Regions from separate parts of the Rattus norvegicus genome. Here region 1 is linked to region 2. Evidence: chromatin contacts called from public Hi-C data. All regions are on one chromosome and are shown on one strand. Each heading gives the region's core, a stretch centred on a gene start, on an enhancer-like site or on the middle of the called end of the contact. The rest is flanking DNA. Distances are from core to core; before and after follow the strand shown.

Region 1 (5,729 bases), core at 1,086-3,585, 150 kb before region 2:
AAAAAAAGAACCAAAAAGAAAGACAGAGAGAGAAAAGAAAAGGTATTCAAGAGAATGCCAGGGATGTACCTCAATGGCAAAGTGCTTGCCTAGCATTCATAAGGCTTAGGTTTGATGTCCAGCACTGGAAACAAAAATACATTTAAAAAGTGACATGGGGTCAAATAAGAAGATACCATGTTCCCTGTTTTTCCTCCCACTTTGGAACTTTACCAACATAGTTTCTTTCCTCCCAACATGGCCTTTCCACATATTCATACATTGGCTGAAAACCTCTTCAAATTTGAAAACAGGCTCTCATCTCTTTTCATATTAGATAATGAGATGTTGCCTTCATCACTGGATACTCACACACTGGTTTTACAATCAAAGTGTTACATGTGAATTCTGTACATTCTGAAGGATCTCATACTCCCCTTTGGAACTTAAGGCTCACACACCGGGGAAGAAGGAAAGCTTACTAAACTTTTATAACATAGGTCCATAATTCAAAGATTTAACTTAAATTCTGTAGCAGTAGATAAATGTGGGAAAACTGGGGGAGGATAAAAAGAATTCTGTTCCCCATTAATATATAAAGAAATATGTGCCCCATATAATAAGCATTCCATAAACATTTATTGTATTATAAATATAAATAAATAAATATTGAAATGTGAGTCCTTACTAGGTTCCGTTTGTGTGTCTCAGATGAGAGCTCTGTAGAAAAAAACTCTGAAATACAGCATGGAAAGGGAACAGAAAACCCACCAAATGAACAAATTCTCTCCATACTGTATGAGGGGCAGAGTGAAAAAGAACAAAGCAAGAATAAAGCAATTAATTTAAAGCCAGAGTAAGGAGCTCCAATCGAGTATCTGGCTAATGTGCGACTGCATCCACTAAACCCTTATAAAAATGACTTGAGCTTACTATAGGGCAAAACAAGCATTAACATTCCATCTTCATATGGCGCACTCAAACAAGCAATGAGTGCTTCTGCGAAGGAGAATTTTATCCCTTTCTGATTTAAGATAATACTAAATATTTTTGCAAAACTTGATTGAGACCAGGAACAAGAGCATCACAATACCTTCCCCAAGTGGAGAAGCAAAATATATTTAAAGTGTCACACATTCCTTAGCTAAGTCCAAGTCTTTTGGTAAAATACCAAAATTATGCGAAATATATATTTTATTCAGCTCAAATACTGTGTAGAAGACATTAAAAAACTTTTCTTAGATTATATCTTCACAGCAGAATTACAAATACTGACAAAAAGGAAATGATTTCATAGTGATTCTTTTATGTAGCGAATGCCTCCTTCAAAAGTTACATAGTTTCAGGGATAGCACTGGATAAGAGCCGGATTTTTTTCCAAAAGTAGGGTCTGAGTTATAACCCACAGCGTTTAACGATTCTTAACTTCAGTAATCTGTGAGGAGCGCAGCTCGCATTTCTCAAGCCTGCTATTGCTAACAGGGATCCGCGTCGAATAGCGTCGCAGTGGATCCCCCGCATACCCTCCCCCCTGCGCAGGGGAGCGCACCGAGCTCCAGAGCAAAGCCCCGGGAACTCACAGTGTGAGCAAAGGGAAGGAAATGACACAGGCAGGAAAAAAAAAAAAAAAAAAAAAAAGCAAATCAAGGAAAAGACACAACAGCAGCTGGGCCTGCACCAGGCTCCAGCCCCGGCCCCACACTGAGCTCCGGCTCCCCCACCCTCAAGCTCGCGCGCCAGCTCGCTGGGGACCGGAGTGGGCGGCCCGACCGAGCACGGGCCTCCGTCCCGCAGACCCCTCCCCGGGATGCGCCCGCCGCATGCCCGAAAAGAGAGCTGCCGAGTGGGTTTGGCCGGTAGGGCACCCCCGGAAGGTCCTGGTAGCCAGAATCACAGCCCTGGTCGCGGCGCCGCGAAGAGGCGAGCGGTTCGCGGTCCTCAGTCCCGGGCCCGGCGAACTGTCCATGCCTGTCAGGCAGCGGCCCAGGGTCCTCCTCCCCTCAGCCCAGGGCGGAGCGTCGCGAAGCAGCGCGGGCACAGGCCGGGGCGGTGGCGGTACTCACCCATGGTGGCGATGGCGGCGGCAGCGGTATCAGCCCAGAAGTGTCACCTCCGCAGCCGGGGCTGCATGCCGGGGGAGCAGGCGGCGGGGACGGCGGCAGGCCTGGCTCCGCGCGGGGGCCGTGGGCTGCGCTCGGGGCCCCCGCCGCCTCCCCAGGCTCCGGCTCCGGCCCGGGCCGGGCGCTGTGGCATGAGCAGGGTGGCCCGCTACATCCCCGGCGCTCCCAGGCTCGGCCCAACCCGGCCTCGGCGGCGCCACTCGGCTGGCCCGCCTGCCAGTCTTGAAGTCCAGAAGTAGCTCCGACCGGCCACTGTTCTCCACCTCAGGAACGCTCCGAAAAACAAACCGCTGGGCGCGCAGCAAGCCTTGCAATCTGTCACTCATGCCAGCATCTGCCAATCGCAGACAGCCGCTGGGCCTTGGCGCTACCCCCATGCCCATTGCCAGCCAATAACCAGGAGGAAGTCAGATACTCCCGCCCCTCCTCCCGTTCTCTCCCAACGCCCTCACTCTCATCCGCCAGCTAATCACGACGGACCAATCCCGCCTACTCTTACAGGATGCCAATGGGCGAAGTCAAGGCGATTTCCGAGGGCTGTCTAGAGCCTGCCAATCACCCAGACAGCGCCCGTCCTCTCGCGCCTAGCCAATCACAGAGAGAGCGCTGAGCACCCGCCGCGGAGCATCACTAGCTGGCGCTCTCGGCTTCTCTGGCCAATCTGCTCCAATCACAGCTCCGGCTTGAAGCCCCGCCCACAACCCTCTACTCAGTTGCGGAACCCTCGGCTGGCGCGCGGGCTGGCGCTGTTCCCCTCAGCGGCTACACTGGCTGGCTCCTTGAAAAAGCGTAGAGGCCCTCAGAATACGACAACCTTCGGCCCTATGGTTGTCGGCGACCTCGAGGTGCTGAGGTGTTCGGCCCCTGCTGGTGCGAAGTGTCTGGCCTGGAATGGGCGGAGAAGATTTGGCTCGGAGCTTCCAGGCCACTTGTGCCGCGCGATCCCCTAAGCAGCCCACGGCTCTACGTGCGGATTTTACTAGAAGGAGGACGGTCTCGATCTCGTTACTTCTCATTCCCCTGGGTCTCAGACCTCCGAGGGCACATCTAATTCCTCCGTCTCCAAAGGCTAGGGTAGTGCTGGAATGTGGGTCCCCACATTCGGGGTTCTGCTAAAGTTGTTCTTGGACAAATTTTGCTCAGAGTTATAAAATCGAGACACGTTTTTAAAAGAAAAGTTAAAAGTGCAGGAAAATCCCAACCCTAGAGATAGTTTTATCTATTTCTTACCTAGATATGCAACGTTTGACAAAAAAACAAAAAAAAAAAAACAAAAAAAACCACTTCGTATTGTTTTGTAGTGTGCTTACACATTTGTGTTTCCTGTGCCACGAAATATTGTCTCAAAACAATTGTACTGGCTGTGCGATCTTTCAAAAGGGCATTGTGATTAACTTCTTCAACCTCCATTGTTTCAACAATTTATACACCCAGTCTTTAGATTCCAACTCTACCAGAATTAGTGTGGGTTCTCTTTCTCTGGAACTGTTCCAGTGACATATTTCAGATTCCAGAAAAATCTTCGGATGCCATTTTCAGTTGTCATTTAGAAACACCTTAGGGGGTGACTTTGGGGTGTCAGATCTCTTAAAGAGTATCTTACACAATCCATTTTCTTCATCCTCTCTCTCAACCCCATACTATTTAATTATCTCTCTCTTGTCCTGTATTTTTTTCTTTTATTTGTGTGTGGGGGGGGGGCGGGTGGTGGTGTGGTGGTGGTGGTGGTGTTTATGGAGTTGTTTTTTTGTTGTTTGAGACAGAGTCTCTAACCTAGGCTGTCCTGGAACTTCTTTGTAATCTGGCTGGTCTGAAATTCACAGATCTGTCTGCCTCTGCCCCCTGAGTGCTGGGAATAAAAGACCTGTGTCACTGTACCAAACTCCTTTTTCTTCAAATTCTCAAGTCTCACATTCTCACTTGATTGCATCCCTAATTTACTGAAATAGAATAATCCTTTTGTCTGGTGAGGGAAAATGGAGAAGAACACCAGCCATTTACTAGATGCCAGGCATGTAATCTCACTTAACCTCTCCAGTGAATGGCTAAGCAAGCTGCTTCCTTCTACCTTTCCTTCAGATGCCTTCTTTGTGAATTCCATTTCCACTGATTGTCCCTCCGCCACTAGTCAAGCATTTCCATGCTGCCGTTGCCCTGTGTGCTGAGGATCCCAGCTCAGGCAGATCTTTGTTCTAAGCTTCAGAGGCACCACTCCTGAGCACTCCACGGGGCACCTCAAATTCTACGGGTCCAACCTGAACCCATCACCTCCCTCCACTGTTCACGTTTCCTCTGTTCATTGTCGTCAGTTCCCCGAGGAAGACACCAAGCTATCGGTGAACTCTTCCTCTCTGTTCACCTCTAACCACCAATCTTACCCAATCCTTCCGCCTCTCTTTCACCCTAGCTCCACTAGCTCAATTCAAACCATCAGAATCTCTTAGTTCGTTTACTTAAAGTGTATGCACAGCATAGACTTTCTATCGGACACAGGATCTGAGAAAACCCTATTTACGAATATTATAACCCATCAGTTTTAAGGTGAATCAGATAGGGGCTGGAGAGAGCTCAGCAGTAAACAGTGCTTGCTGCTCTTGAAGAGAGCCCAGGTTCAGTTCCCAGCACCCACATTGGTCAGCTCACAACTGCCTATAAATCCAGCTCCGGGGGATGGGGCCTCATCTCACCTGCACAGGCACCATGCACGCACACTGTCATACACATCGATAAGCCAGGCACACACATGTACCAATAAAATATTTAAAAAAAGGGGCTGGGGATTTAGCTCAGTGGTAGAGCGCTTACCTAGGAAGCGCAAGGCCCTGGGTTCGGTCCCCAGCTCCGAAAAAAGAACAAAAAAAAAAAAAATATTTAAAAAAAAAAAAGAATCAAACGTGAATGTAGTAAGGCAGTCCCTCCAGGACCCTAGCATCTCTTTCGCTCAATCTGTCTTCCACTTCCCACTCCCACTATTCCCACCCCAAGTCCATGCTGCAGTCACACTGGAAATTCCTCAAACTGATCTCAAGTTTTCCAATTTTTCCCTGTCTCCCTCCCCACACAGTCCTATGTGGACCATGCTCTCTGTGGTGAATGTTCTCCATTTCTGGCCCCAGTTGTCTTCTGGGGAGAATTAAGTCCTCTTAGTTCCCCATCACTCCCTGAGAAGTCTTCCCTCCCTCTCAAGCTGGGTTAAGGAAAGCTCTTCGCTATGCTCCAAGAGCACCTGAGGCCTTCTTCATCCAAACACTTATTCTGCTCTAATATAAGAGCATTTTGCAAAGTAAGCAGAGAAACAGAAGCTGTCGGGTAGGGGATGTAGCTCAGTGGTAAAGAACTCACCCAGAACGTGCGAGAACCTGGTTTTGCTCCCTTAGCACGGGGTCTGGGGGTAACAAGTGAGAAAGAGAGAAGCTGCCCTTCAAATCGGCATGCCAACCATCTTTAACAGCACATCTGAAATACCTGCTGGGTGTGGTGGTCCACACACGCCTGTAATCCTAGTCCTCAGGAAGCAAAGGCCAGCCCCTAGACTGTCTTACAAAGCCCACTCCTTAGGAGTGTGTTGCATAGCATGATACTCCGACTCAAAATAACAAAGCTCGTGTGTGTGTGTGTGTGTGTGTGTGT
Region 2 (5,425 bases), core at 1,261-3,760:
TACAGATCAGCACCGGGGGAGCATCTACCCAAATGGTCACCAAAAAGCAGCTAGTAACAGACAAGTTTCGAGGAATTTCTGGGAACCCATGCAGACATCTGCTACTCTCTGATTCATGAAGTGGCTTTCTATCTAGAAAATTCCTTTTAAGGATTACTTTTTTCTAAACTCTACCTTGTTCTATTCTTTTGATGCCCCAAGAATCCTTTAAAAGCTGGGGTTTTGTGAAGTTTTGTTTTGTTTTGTTTTGTTTTGTTTTTTAAGTTGTTAATGAAGCAATGGCTATCAGACCTAGCATGTGAGTTCTCTTAGGATCTTTTCTAATTTACAAAGGTGATTTTGGTATGCAGGCTAGCTGGCTGTGCCTGTCCTGGAGTTTTCCTGCTTTCTCAGATTTTAGTTGTTTGGGAACTGGGTCTAGATGCCCAGTAGGATCATTGTTGTCATTGTTAGTCATGGTAGATGGTCCGTCTGGAATTCCTAGAGGAGAAGGAGAAGTCACACCTCTGAAGAAGTACTCGGCAGGACCCTCAGAGTAAAGATGGCCGCAGACCAATTCCTGAGAATTGGCAGCCTGAGGGCTGATGGGCTGGGTGGGTGGGGCTGCTGACATAAACTGGTGTTCTTGTTTGTCTCTCAAGTAGACAAAGAGGTTTCAGTGGGGCAGGCAAGACTCACCCCACTTAAAGGTGCTGAGAGTTTTAGGGAACAGTAAGCAGTAAGCTTTCTGCTCACATTGCAGCTCCTGAGCGCTATGTCTGGAACTGGAGACATCCAGATGGACTCCTGAAGGGCTAAGGGTCTTCAGTTTGACTAACAAGCTAGTCTCTGGATCTACACCACAGGCTGCATCCCATTCTTGGACTCAGCATCTCTAAACCATCAGTTAGGCTGGCAGTGTATTGCAAGCTTAGATTTTGGCAAGGTGGTGATGTTGGGGTGAACTTCAGCTACCAAAACTGAAGCAACTAAACTGGCAATAGTGGGTGCCAGTGTCCTCAGCTACTTGGGAGGCTGAGGCAAAAGGATCACTGGAGTTCAGAAGTTTATGGCCAGCTTCAGAAAACACAGTGAGATCATGTATTAATCAGTCACACATTCCAGACAAGCGAAACACGATGGGAGTACAGCATTCCTGTGTAGCTGCTGAGGAAAAAGGCTCCCTTTAACTCCACATAGCCAGGCTTCACTGAGGTCCTAGAATCATCTTGGGCCAACAGCTCCCTCAAGTGCTATCGGTGTCCACCTCAGAGGAGACACGCGGCAACTCAGTGAACAGACGCAGGAAGGTGTGCCTCTGAGCCTCACAGCAGAGTAAACAAGTCAGCAGGAACCTGGCCTTAGCTTTGACCTTGATGTTCTCCCTTGGGGTGGCATCCTTAGCACTGCCATTTCAGTTAGGGGTGAGCTTGGAAGTCAGTTCCCTGGATAGAGTGAGGAGGGAGAAAAGCAGCAGACAGCAGGTTTCTCCAAGTGTTGACCATTTATAAATACGTACATTTGCTTTCATACATACAGTTCATTGTACAGATGACGCTCTGTATACATGGGGCAGGAAAATGCATTCATTTGAACTTTTCACATCTATCTCACACAGCTCACATGTACAGACAATAAAACTGTTCAAGCAAGTACAGTAGAGAAAATGTCTTCCTTATACACGGGGCTGGAGGCCTCCGCTGGGTGTGGGGCATCCCCACTGCACAAGTTCACGACCGTGTGGTGTTCGATATATCAGGATAGAGAACAAACATGCATTGGATAATATACTGTACAGAGAGAGTCCTTTACATCTGAGTTATAGAAAACCTAAAGGAAAACTAAGTGCATTAAAGCTTTTTCCAGCAAGTGTCTTGAAAGGACAGCAAAGAGGAATAATCAAAATCATATTAGTACAAATCACTCTGTAATTGTCGACTGTACATGTCTGTACTAATTAAAATCATCTTGGGTTTGGAGGAGACAGGACAGAGAGACAGATGCTGTGCTAGATGGAAGGAGGCCATGCCTGAGAAGGGCACCTGCCCTGGGCCCCACAGGGAACCGGCCCAACTCAGCAGGAAATCAGCCAAATGTCAAAGAACAAAACAAAACAAAGGCAAGGCAAAGCAAACCAAACCAGGACAGGAAATAGAACTTACAGGATTTCCAAAATAACCTTGAATGAAGTGGATATCTAGAGCCAACATCTCTAACTCCCCCTCCCCCAGTGAATGGGTACACAGTAAGGCAGGTACATTCAAGTACTGAATTTTCCAGAATTAACTCTCTGTCTGGTCCTGGGGATTGAAGGGAGTGTGTTGAGTCCTAGCCAGATTTTCTGGTTAGTGATTAGCAAAGGAAAAACTCCAGCCATCAAGTGCTACAGAAACAAAGCAGCTAGGCCATGTCCTTTCCACGGAGTAGGTCTATCTGAAACCAGGAGATGGTGCTGGCTGGCATCTTGGGCAGCCAGCTGCAGCCTGACTGGTCAGCTTAGTGTAGGGATCACAGTCAGCAGGAAAAAATGAGATGATAGGGTGAGAAACATGAGAGTAACACTTGATTTTTGGTGTCCAATTACACGTTCATTTGGTACTGACTTTCAAAGCTCTGACTGTGGCCATCCTGTGGCCACAAGCATCTCAGGGTGGCTCAGCTGCTGTGAGGCATCAGACACCGAAATGAAGGTTACCAACACTTCAGCCCTTGAGTGGTCTGTATTACAAAAAGAGTTGATGAAGACCCAGTGAGTGTTCAAGTAGCTCTGCACAGTGGCTCCACCAGCCCCGGTGTGCTTGTGTCCAGGCCCCTAGCCAGCTGCCTTTTCTTGGGAGCAGCCAGAGCTGAGTTCAAGGCATTGCATGGTGAAGGTTTCCATGACGCGTCTTTGTAGGTAGCTCTTACCCTAAGCCCTTTGTTCACTGTTAGTCATGGTAGATGGTCAGTCTGGAATTCCCAGAGGAAAAGGAGAAGTCACACCTCTCAACAAGCACGTGGCAGGGCAGTATGGCCCTCAGAGTAAAGGCGGGAGCAGACCCCTTCTTGAGAACTGGGCAGCCTGAGGGCAGACGGGTAGGGTGGGTGGGGCTGCTGAGCGTGCAGAGGCTCAACAGAAGATGGGCACAGAGGCAGCATATCCTGCCACCTGGGGAGCCTGTTCCATTGTGTGGCAAAGATTCAGTGAGCAACTGGTTTTGTCCAAGGCATTTCTGCAGTAGAAAAATAACCATCTTTAATCAACCACCCAACCACGATACTTCTAGAGTTAGAAAAGTCGGAGGCTGAGTGGAACTAAGAGGAACGGTTCTAATGGGGAGAAAGAGAGCTCAATGTAACCTCCCGGACAGGTGGTGTTCAGAGTCTGTCTTGCTACAGGTGGCATGGATACATGAAGACCCTCCAGGCTTTTATTCCCTTCTTCCTGAACCTCTAGTCTAAGGGCCTGCCAGCTGCACTGGCAGCAGCTCCACGAAGCCATTCTTTGTAACCAGGTAAGTATGATGCAGAGTCACAGTGACACCTAGTGGTAGAGTATGGTGAAGCACAAGTGACATCCACATATCCCGCTGCATATGACTAAACGCTAAGGAAAAATACTTATGGATATTAAATTAGATACTGGTTTAAATTTTTTCTATTGGGTATATCTCTGGAATATAAAAATACCAATATTTAGAGGGGATCATAAACTACTATACAATATAAGGGCCGAGAACATCTTTCTCTAAGCTGTTCTGTTTACAATAATTTAGGAAAAGTGATAATCCAGGCTTAACTAAAATCAGCAAACTTGGATATCTGGACAACAACCTGGGACACTGTACACAACTCTAATTAGTGGAATTTTCCTGAGCCATCGAGTTTAAGATAAACACATCTAGAAAGGGGCGCCTGGGAGAGGACCGAGAGGGGGTTGTGCTCTATTAACTGGGGACTTTAATAGTGCACGTCTGCAACCTGGACAGACACAACAGCAGATACAAAATGATCTCCATTTGTCCGTGCCAAATTCTCATGTTACACAGGTCTTCCCTTTACTTTGTAAATAAATGTTAATTGTAATTGTTACTTGTGTGCCTTACTGATCCAGTAAATAAATGAACCATGTCTCAGGAGTCCCTAAGAAAATTGCTGGAAAAGCACTTTAAAATCACCGCAAATGTTTTCTTGTGTTTAAAAATTCTTAATCTTTGAGGCTTATATACAAGTTATTTCTTGTGCTATAAATGCTGTGATCCACTGCTTGATTTCTTTCCTTGTTTTTTTTTCCTTGAAAAACACACTAGAGACAAGAGTGACTCTGCTAATTTCTAATGCAGACATTACTCACACTTAAATATCCAGTATTTATCAGTTACAAATTCAAACAGTAAAGTGCACCCATTTATAGACATGATGTGATGGAAACCCACTAGTGCAAGAATTTTGGGCAAAGGAACTTGTTTTGGTGAGAAACCTACAAGCTGAGGTTTGTCACCTGTCTCTACTTTAAGGGTGATGTGAATTGAGTAAGTAGGATTTGCCATTTAAGATCTGTCTTCCATCCTGAAGCCATGTGTGTCTGGCAAATGCTCCTTGTTGGGAAGGGAGGGAGGGCAGGTTTGTTTAAGATACAGTACTAAGATCAACCGTGGCAGTGATGTAGCAAAGCAGGGCAGGCCGTCTGCATCCAGGGAAGATGCTTGTCTCCTGCCTCGGGAAGCTCCCATTGGTGTTTTCTTTTAATCAACCCCACTTGCTCCCAGTGGTGGCATGTACTCCCTTACAATGGGAATAACTGTGGTTTGATGCTGATGTTTCAGGTGGGGGTAGCGATGCTAACGCTCTTTTCCTGGGAGAATGAGGGACCCTGGGTAATAGTGGCAGCTGTGGTTATTTTTAGGCCCGCACGGCACTCTAACCCACCTGGGCAGGTAAGGGTGGCTTTCCAAACAGGTGGGGGCACTTTTCTGTGGATTGTAGTAGCTTCCTCAGAGGTGCTTTGAATAAGATACAGTGTGATGCAGAGACCAAGAGAGCTGTGTCCAGGCCACACAGGGAGCCAAGAGGCTGCTGCTCTTAGCTACAGGGTGACCCCACAGCTATAAACTTCTTCCAGATGGGAGAGACGAAGATACAGACAGGTGGATGGACCGGTAGGGAGAAATGACAGGTGCCTATCCTAGTCTAGGAGAATGGGGCAGTTCTTCTATATCACAGTAAAAACAGTCTTGCTTATAGAGATGTGTCCTGATCTGTTTTAGGCTTGGGGGAGTCTGGGGTCCACCTATTGGCAGAATCTAAATCAGTGATGAAAGGTTTGTGATCTTAGTGTCATGCTCTGCATGTCTTCAGATCCTATCAGAGAACCGCACTCCAGTCAGATCACAGCTGCATTCTGTTTAAGAAACTGTCCTTCCTGCAGCCCTTTACTAAGGAGTAAGGTGCTCCCTAAGAATGAAGT

The links. Hi-C and Micro-C count contacts between places; a contact is called where the count stands out from the background.
Region 1: a Hi-C map of the A7r5 cell line shows a contact between it and region 2, with 4 times the contacts expected there. The contact joins the promoter of Map3k3 here to the enhancer-like site in region 2. A contact is called at or near these places in 10 of 12 Hi-C or Micro-C datasets (the A7r5 cell line, the Rat2 cell line, Schwann cells and 5 more).

What each region holds. Positions count from the first base shown.
Region 1 is chr10:91,516,582-91,522,310 of GRCr8, reverse strand. Map3k3 (mitogen activated protein kinase kinase kinase 3) reads right to left here and starts at 2,335. Exons shown (of 16, transcript NM_001107058.3): 1 at 2,043-2,335. The coding sequence starts at 2,046.
Region 2 is chr10:91,369,331-91,374,755 of GRCr8, reverse strand. It overlaps a transcript of Tanc2 not described here. Among named protein-coding and RNA genes, the nearest start is that of Cyb561, 16 kb to the left of the region's middle. Within about 2 kb of position 2,510, at least 7 of the 93 cell types and tissues checked have an H3K27ac peak or open chromatin away from gene starts, as enhancers often do. A contact at or near this core is called in the A7r5 cell line and Schwann cells, where this site is marked.